Linked DNA regions of Danio rerio: region 1 is linked to region 2. A link is a contact called in public Hi-C data. All regions are on one chromosome and are shown on one strand. Each heading gives the region's core, a stretch centred on a gene start, on an enhancer-like site or on the middle of the called end of the contact. The rest is flanking DNA. Distances are from core to core; before and after follow the strand shown.

Evidence for each region. Hi-C and Micro-C count contacts between places; a contact is called where the count stands out from the background.
Region 1: a contact with region 2 is called in a Hi-C map of fibroblasts, with 4 times the contacts expected there. The contact joins the enhancer-like site here to the promoter of nkpd1 in region 2. A contact is called at or near these places in 4 of 18 Hi-C or Micro-C datasets (embryo, fibroblasts and hematopoietic stem cells) and 1 of 4 datasets of contacts at active chromatin or transcription factors (caudal fin).

What each region holds. Positions count from the first base shown.
Region 1 is chr11:35,880,885-35,885,616 of GRCz12tu, reverse strand. All of the region lies in intron 2 of thsd7bb (thrombospondin, type I, domain containing 7Bb), which reads right to left. Among named protein-coding and RNA genes, the nearest start is that of lims1, 24 kb to the left of the region's middle. Within about 2 kb of position 1,861, at least 18 of the 62 cell types and tissues checked have an H3K27ac peak or open chromatin away from gene starts, as enhancers often do.
Region 2 is chr11:35,568,712-35,573,471 of GRCz12tu, reverse strand. It overlaps nkpd1 (NTPase, KAP family P-loop domain containing 1), which reads right to left and starts at 2,096. Exons shown (of 5, transcript XM_009306163.5): 1 at 1,771-2,096; 2 at 1,326-1,399; 3 at 659-793. The coding sequence starts at 1,341.

The DNA.
Region 1 (4,732 bases), core at 612-3,111, 310 kb before region 2:
AAAGACTAAAATGTAATTTGGTTAAATTGTTAAATGTGTTAAATTGGCCATATAAATACAGACTATTAAAAAAAAAACAAGCAAAAACCAATTATGAGCTCTAAAAAACTGAAAATATAAACCTTTATTAAACTACTTTGGACTTGTGAATTAATCAAATAATTAAATTTTTCAAATTAGATTACATTGAAACTGTGATAAAATTAAAATTGTACTTTGTCAATATGGCAAGCTTTTAAATGAATGAGACAGCATGTTGCTACTGTTTCAACTCTACCAACCCTGATTAAACTGCCTATGCTAGAGAGATACAATAGATTTAATACTTGATACCTATACATACTTAAAGCTAAGAAAACAGTGATTTAAATTATATGAATGAGTAATTTTTCACAAAAAACAATTAGACAGTATGAGCAATACTTTAAACTGAAGGAATGGTTATGGCTGATTTCTCTCAGATTGAAGGAGGGTCTAACTGAGAATATGTAGTATGAATATCATCACTAGCACATTCCTGAATAGAGGAATAAGTATTGTTGCAACTGCCTCTTGTTGCAACCGTCCCCACTTTCCCCTATCAACAGCTGTATCCCTTCTAATTAATCATAAAAGGCTTAGATATGTACAGTCAGGGGCGGATTTAAACAATAAGCATGATAAGTGGCCGCTTTATGGCCCCAGGAAATCTGAGAGCCCCCAAATAAATATACCTATAAGTATAAATTAAATATAACATCATTTTCTATCATGTTTTGTATTATGAGGGTCTAAAAAAAACAAGTTTAATGTTTATTACATCGCAAATGTGTCCCCCACCCTCAATCACGAAGTAGACCAGCAGTCAAATTAGGTAGATTTATTTATAAAAACAAAATAGTCTGTAATTTTTAGTTGGGAATCCATTTTAAGAAAACAAATCATATAAAAGGTTTTACAAGATGCTTTACATGTTGTTGTTATTAATTTGGATTTAGATAAAATGTTGAAAAGGAGTGATACAAGAATAAAAACAGCTAAATTAATCAATAAAAATGTAAGTACAAATGGTGCATCTTAGAACTTACGAGCCCCATGGAATTGGAATTGCTTAGGGCCCCCAAATCACTAAATCCGCCCAGTGCAAACTATAATACCTGGAAAAAGTCAGAATGCAAACCAAAATGTCATAGGAAATCTGTCTGATACATTATCATAATGTTTTTTTTTTTTGAAAGACATTTTACGAAAGGGAAAACAAAACGACGCTTCAATATGTAAAATATAAAATATGTCACCAGGTGGCGCTGTTGCATAGGACAGAATTTCACAGCTGAACGTCAATGAAAACTGCTTTTCATTGCAGGAGAGACCATGCATCCAACTAAAACGTTTTCAATTCACTAGTTTTCCTCAGAATAAATTTGAGCAGCAACGTGGATATGCCTAATTGTTTCATTCAAAAGAGTTGAAAAAGAAAAGAGAAGTACACACTCCTCTGAGGTGGATTAAATAAACAAGTTCTCAATATCAATGAGCTGATGAACAGACCAAAGCTGTGCTTCTAAGCACCAGCGAAACAATACCTCTGATTCCATTATTCCGTCTCAATAGCTGAAGTGAGAACAGTAGAAAAATATTATCTGGGTGTCGCCTCGCCTCTGTCATCATTTACAATGGCGGTAATTTACATTCAGCGCCGCTAATTTCTGTGCTCTCGGGGGCCGCGGCAATTCGTCATTTCCTCGCGAGCTGCTCTTCCTCTGTGTGGAGTCTTTTCAAAATGAAACTAGCGAAGGAAATGACAGAGAACAATAAGACGCATTCAGAAAGTTCTCAAAGAGCAGCTGAAGAGGGTGGATTTGACTACAGTCCTCAGAGAAATCCTTTAACAAAGCGTGACGTCATGTCAGGGCTGTGACCTCCCTAGACTCGATCCTACGCATATTCAACCGGTAGGTTTTTAATTGCTAATTGTACTTTTATATGCCCACGGGATGACTGCTTATCAAATACAAGGAAGAACCAGTTAAATATTAATAACTGATTGTTGTCAACGTGTGTCTTTTATGCAAGCTTTTTGTGGGTCATTATATGTCCCCTCCTATTAGTGGGTTACTTTAAGGCCATTCATGATGAAAATCATCTTTAAGCTGTTTGGACAGAACTGTGTGTAGGTATAGTCTGTCCACAGTCATATTGGAGTGATATAAAGACAAGTCTTTTTTTTATTTCCTAACATTACAATAGGATTCAAATCCCTTCTGTTTTGAGGCCTACCGCAACTTGATGTAGGAATGCAATTTCCCAGCCCACCGAATGGATTGACAGCAGCGTATTAACATTTCTTCATAGTAACACGAATAATCAAATCAACAAGACAGGACACGCAAAGCAACTCTATCATCAAATGTAATCAAGATTCAATTTTAGAAGTTTAAAAAATTATTCAAACATGTTTATAATCAATTACAGCAATTTTACCATCACCACAGCTGCATGCAGGGCCGAAGTGTCCATAGGAGCAACCTAGGCAGCCGCCTACGGCAACAAAACAGTGAGGGTTGCGTCCGCGACACATCAAATACATCAAATAATCATTGGGAATGTTCTTACTGTTCTCACACACATTACGTTTAATCTGCTTCCTTCATGTCTGTCTCTCTGCTGTTTATCTGTCGCAGCACAAGACGACCCACTCTGACAGATATGGGAACGGTGACCGGGGAGAACCAGCATTAAAGGCACAGGCGACAAAAACAGCTACAAGATTCTCAGAGCTGAAAATAACATCTGAAAGGTATAATAAATAATCTGATGGGTGTTTTAACTTTTACAGACACATTGACACATTTTGACATCTTAAATCTTGAAAAGAGGGGTAAAATAGGTGTCATTTAAGCCAAAATTGTAAATTCTGTTATTAATTAATCACCCTCTTCTTGTTCAAACCTCCGAATAGGAGCATACATTATGAAATTTTAGTTGAAATAGACTGCAAAACATCTTCAAAACAGACCAAGATGTCTTCATTGGCTCTATTGGAATATTATCAAGCTACAAATATACTTATGCACATAAACTAGAATGATGACTAACAGTTTTTTTTTTTTTTTGGTAACACTTTATTCTGATGGTTTATTTGAGTATTAGTAGACTGTCTGCTTACTATCTGTTAATACTGCTCCTTCAACAGACATTTAACTGACTATAAGAAACTTTGCAAGTACATGTCAACTTACACTAACCCAAACCTAACAGTCTACTTATAATCTAATGAGAGTTAGTTTGCGTTACGGTTGTGGCCGTATATAGGTTGTATTTTGCCTCCCGTTCTCTCTCTATCGCTCTTTCTGTGCCGGTCATTTCTGATGGTCCGTCTTCATGACAGCTGATTGGTCAGGAGATCGATCCATCATCATTGGGCGATGTGGCACGGGCATATAAAAAGGACGCCAGGAAAAGCGGAGGAGATCGCTTTGTCCTTTGATCTCAATTTTTGTGTGTTTTGCTGACATGATTATGATTTTCGTTGTTTTTGCTTAACTTTCATTTGGGTAAAATTATTTTGTATTACTTTTGCCCATTTTGAGAACTGTGATTTTGGACATCTTTATTTTGATTGATTTGTTTGTTACTTCTTGGCCCAGCCCTTTACCGAAAAAATTAAGCTATATCTCCTCAAGCTCACTCTTTTCTCAGAGTTAGGTGGATAGAGAAGATGTCGACTTCCATTTTACAAACACCTAGAAAATGTATTGTTAAAGACATCAGGTAAGAGGTGAAAGGCATCTTTGTATTTCAAGAGTTCACACTTAGCTGATAATTGATAGTAAAGCTAGTTTGGCCCTGAGCTTATAAGATCCTCGAGCCCTGGGCTCCCTCCCGTTGCAAGGCGAGAGGGGAGATTGAGCTCAGGTAGATCTTGATGAGTCCCCTTCTTGCTTGTTGTAGCTAAGTGTCGGATATGTATGCTAAAAAGGTGTAATCAGAGTTTAGCTAATGTATTTGGATTAATTGTTTAGAGTGCTTGTTTTTGAACAGTGGGAGGAAACCGGAGGACCCGGGGAAAACCCACGCGACCACGGGGAGAACGAGCAAACTCCGCACAGAAATGCCGTCTGGTTTGGAAAGGAATTAAACCAGGGGCATTCTTGCTGTGAGGCAACAGCGCTAATCGCTGGCCTCCGTGACGCCCGTTTGAAAGGAGGGAAAGTAGGGTTGGGTGGGAGGGTTTCTTCTAGACTAAGATATTGAGATGAGAAAAGTCTGGTTATTTATAGTGAGTTAAGGATCGTCTGATAGGATAATCATAAGCACGTGATCCTCTCGAAATTTGTTTATGAATAAACTTCACTTATTTTATTCTACAGTTCAGTATAGGGAAGAATATGGCGTGCAGCGCTTAAGACTTTTCTTTTCATCTGTTTCTAGTGAGGCAAGGGGTCATTCATGAGTTAGAATTGTTTTGTTATATTTCCTTTTTTTGTTTGGCTTCACTAACGTCCCCTTACTCTTTAGTTGAACAAATGTTTGTTTGATAATAAGTTTGAATTTGCTACTTTATCACATTCTTTTTATTGTTGTAAATATTTATCTGTTTTGAATATATATTTGGGCATTATTCTGTTTTCACTTTTGTACATTAAATCACTTTATTTGGCAGTTCTGTTGTCAGTGTCTTTTGCTTACACCCTCATATTGTGAATTCACCACACATTTAAATGTTATTCCTTTTACCCTAGACTAACAA
Region 2 (4,760 bases), core at 847-3,346:
ATAACAGCTGCGATGAGTGTCAACCTAAGAACCAATAGCTCTAAATTTGATGACGCAAGCCATGCAATAATTAAAACGATCGCAGGGAAATGTCAAAACCATTTTTTTCTTCCTGGCTCAATTATTGAGACACGCCGTGTGCAAAGTTGCCGCTACAGATTGTTTATGTTTTCTCTGAGGAACCATTTCAGAACATGGTTTCGTGAAAATGTCCCAGGTGGTCAAACCCTGAGGGTGTTTTCTGTTGTGTTTGGCGCATCTTGGCGTTCAGTCTGACTTTATGACAGCTAAGATCTTACAGTGTGACATGATTTAAGCACCGGATGCCCTTCCAGCTGCAACCCAGTATTGGGAAACCCCATACAAACTTATTCACATACACTACAGATAATGCAGTTTATTCAATTGACCTGTACTGCTTGTCTTTGGACTGTGGGAAGAAACCAGAGCACCTGGAGGAAACCCACACCACCCAGACGTTTTCCCAAATATCAAGTAATATGAATTTATACATATTTATACAATTATTCGTACATAGATTAGTTATGTTTTCTTGTGAGATTGGGCCTGGATGATCTGTGACACCTGAGACTTATTACACTTTGCATAATATGAACACATAATATATGTGTATGTTTTTCAAACAGTGTACTCTTACCCTCAATGTTCTTGAGCACCATGTTGATCCTGTTGTGACATTCTGAATACAAACCCACCGTCACCGGAGAAGAGACTTTGGTGAGGGTTTTTGATAATGCATAAGCATATACATTATCAGAGGGAATATCCGTCACTATGATAAAAAAAAAAGTAAATAAAGTTGCCAGGTACTGTATGTTTCATGCACATTTGTGTTATTGTTGCTAAAGTACAATGATTTATACCTTTACCACTACACCTACTTCTAACCTTGCCCGTACAGTATTTGTTTTGAGGGTGAAGTCTATTTGTTTTCAATCATGAGTAACACAATGATGTTGACACGTGGGTGAAATGGGTAACAAATGTAGATAAGACCAACATTTGAAATGCAGAGCAATAAATGTGCAGTAGACCATTTTTCATAGGTTTATCTGAAAGGGCAAAGTCCTAGTTTCACTGAGGGGAAGAATAATGTATTAAATGTAAATAATAGGTGAAGGATTCTCAGATAATACAGTAAATGTGAAACATTTAGTTAGTATTTCAGGCATATGTTGTAACTATTGATTCTTAATTTTATCCTCATTCATTGCTTTGTCTTTACAGTTCTTTAATTGAAACATCCCCAAATTTACTTGGATTTTGAGCTTACAATTATTTTTTGTAGTATGTATGTACCATACCCTTTTCGATTGCCATCGGTTCTGTATTTATCAGTCTTTATAAATCACAAAACTGAGTTACATCGCCAGCCTTCCTGAAAATGAAACCACAATAGTAAGCAGTTACATTGCCATTTTCCCAAAACCTGTTGATATACTTGAACAATAATTCAATGTTCTCTTTATTAGCTCTAATAAATAAAACAAATACTGTAAAGCATTGCGTTTATTTCATCAAATTCAGCAAGTCATGCAATGTCAATTTAGCCAGGAATGAAAAGCATACCAGAGAATATGGCAAATGCATACCAATCTGCATGCTGACTGCAATGTATTAAATTGGAATGTACATAAAATATACTTCTTTAACAGTTTGTGTTGCAGTTGTGAAATGAAGCCACCATGCAAATCTCCTTGAATCCTTACTACAATGAAAAATATGATAATGAGGAAAAGAATGCCTCACCTTTTTTCAGAGTAGAATTAGCTAGCAATCCTCTAGGCACTGTTTACAGCAAAATTGCTCGTGAACTAATATCCATTCTTCGTTTCCAGATATATTTCATGTAGACAAAGAAGAAAAATGCCTTTGGTTTAGCAGATGCGGCTGAGCAGAAAGAAAGTGGAAGAGTGTGTAAACATTAACTGAGGTGGACTGAACTTTAGGCCAGTTATGAGTGAACTTTGAGAAAGATCTTAAAGTGGATTCTGTATGCAATGGCAACTCCAATATACTTTATAACTTATTAATAAAATAGCTGATATTTAGATGCTGATTGCTGCATTTATTAGTGATTGAGTCATGACACCTGACTCATTAACTTGATTAAATATTTAAAGATAAAATGCCACTGTTGTTTAATTTCTGTTGAACTTTGAACAGCTTGTAAATATAACGTAAAAGGAGCATCCACATTAATAATTCTACTTAATTTGAACTGGTACAATGTTATTGATGAATGTATTTTTGTATTGCAGGACTCAAAAATTAAGATTTTGGAAGCAAATGATGGAACTGTTGCATGTATGCTAAATATCAATACAATCTCATGACAACTTGTAACTTTTTGATTAAGTGGCTAATTTGTATGAATTTGTATCTCATTAGTACAATTTACAGTAGTACGATTAGCTTAGGTGGGGTTGAGTGCCACACCTTCTTCTTCTTCTTCTTTTTTTTTTTTTTCTTTTTAGAATATGCAAAAGGAACACACAACAACAAAAACAGATGAGAAAAAACACAAACAACAACCAGGTACTAGCAGGTGCGTGTGTTTGCATGTATGTGTGTGTGTGTGTGCATGTAAAGTTAATTAGATGGACAGGTCAGAGTGCTACTACTGATACTACAACAATGACTACCACTACTAATATTACTACTACTACAATGTCTGCTTCTAATTGTAGTAGTAGTTTTGGTTGTTGAAATAGTTGAAATAGTAGTTTTAATATATCGGCAGTAGCAGTAGACATTGTTGGTGTAGTAGTATCAAAATTATTAGAAGTTGTTGATGTAGATGTTGTACTAGCAGTAGTTATTGAAGTAGTATCAGTAGTAGTAGTGATAGAGGTTGTTGTAGTAGCACACCTTTTTAAAATTACATTTTCCTACGAATGACGATTTAGCCACTAAATTTGCAAAATGTAAAAATACTTATGTTTCCTTGTGAGATCAGACCGTAAGTATATATTAATCAAAATTTGCTGTTTTAAACATTTATTAGAATAGATTGGCAGATGTTTTTTTTTTTTTTTTTTTTTTTGCAAAAAATCTCAGAAAACCACCTACGAAAATTGTATGAGTCGTTTAAGTAATAAAATGCTAAACTATATAATAATAAGATTTGTTCTGGGATAAATGAGGGACCAGTTTTATTCTGATAGCATTATCTGAAATTGTGGGTTTGAAAAATAATAAGCTAAATAAATATAATTATAACTTTATTTAAATCATATTTTAGTTCCAACCCAATTAAAAACACTTCCTTTTTCTAGGTATACTAGAAACTTACAATGAGATATGTTGAAGGAAGTTTGAGCTAAACTATGCAGGACATCGGCCCTTCAAGATCGAGTTTGGACACCCCTGCTACAGATAAAACCCTGATTTTGTGATGGCGGCACAGTGGAACAGGTTGTCACTGTCGCCTCACAGCAAGAAAGTTAAAAGTTTCCCATGGCTCCAGTTTCCCCCACAATCCAAAAACATGCGCTTTTGGCAAATTAAATTAAGCAAATTGTCTGTAGTATATGCGAGTGTATGGGTGTTTTCCAGTACTGGGTTGCAGTTTGAAGTGCATCCGCTGCATAAAACATACACCAGAGTAGTTGGCGACAGGCATGTGATGATAACCGTTTTCAAGATATACCACGGTTTAGAAAAGTCAAGTTTTTAAAACCATCAACAATTTCTGCAATACCGTTCCGAAGGTATGTGTAGGATTTTTTTATTTCGTGTTTTTTTTGTTTGTTTTTTTAGGACAGCAGTATCTTTAGCAGACAAGATATCTAAAGATGCCATTTTAAATTGTGAAAAAAATATGTTGTGAAACAAACGAAAACAGCAGAATTTAAAAATTAATTATCCTGACATGTTTACTGCTCCAAAATATTTTAAATGTTTCTTGTTTCTTTTATTGTGTTCAAAAGAGGAAAAAAGTTTTTGTTTTCTACCCAGACATTTGAAATAATATTATTTAGAGCAGTAATCACTAATCACAATATCGTGAAACCATGAAATTTTTATCCAAGGTTATCCAACATACCATCAGAATCTTATATCAGCCTATGCCTAGTTGGCGGTTTATTCTGCTGTGGCAAACCCTGATAAAAAAGAGACTAAGCTGAAGGAAAATTAATGAATTTTATTTTATTTATTTTTTATTATTATTATTGATAATATACATTAAATGCAATGATTTTGAAATGCATACAAAACACCTCCAATAAACTAATTAAAATTTTAAATAGGGAAAAGTCAACAGCAATATTTACATCACTTTTTAACCATAATCCAGCATTTACTACTCCATTAACTGGCTAAATATTATCTTAACTCATCCATTATTTTGCATGCAGTGTTTTGACTTAAATGCTGTACCCCAGAACCCTAGAGCTGACAGACCTTACAATGTCTTTATATTATGCTGTTTGGGTGGCATGCTCAGTGGTAAGCACTATCGCCTCACAGCATGAAAGTTGCTTGTTCAACTCCCAGCTGGGCCAGTTGACATTTCTGTGTGAAGTTTGCATGTTGTCCTCCTGTACGCGTGGGTTTCCTCAGGGTGCTCCAGTTTCCCCACAGTCCAAAGACATGCGCTACAGGTGAATGGGATAAACTAAATTGGTCGTAGTGTATAAGTGTGTGTGAATGTGCGAGTGCATGGATGTTTCCCAGTATTAGGTTGCAGCTGGAAAGGCCTTCGCTTTGTAAAACATGATGGAATAATTAGAGGT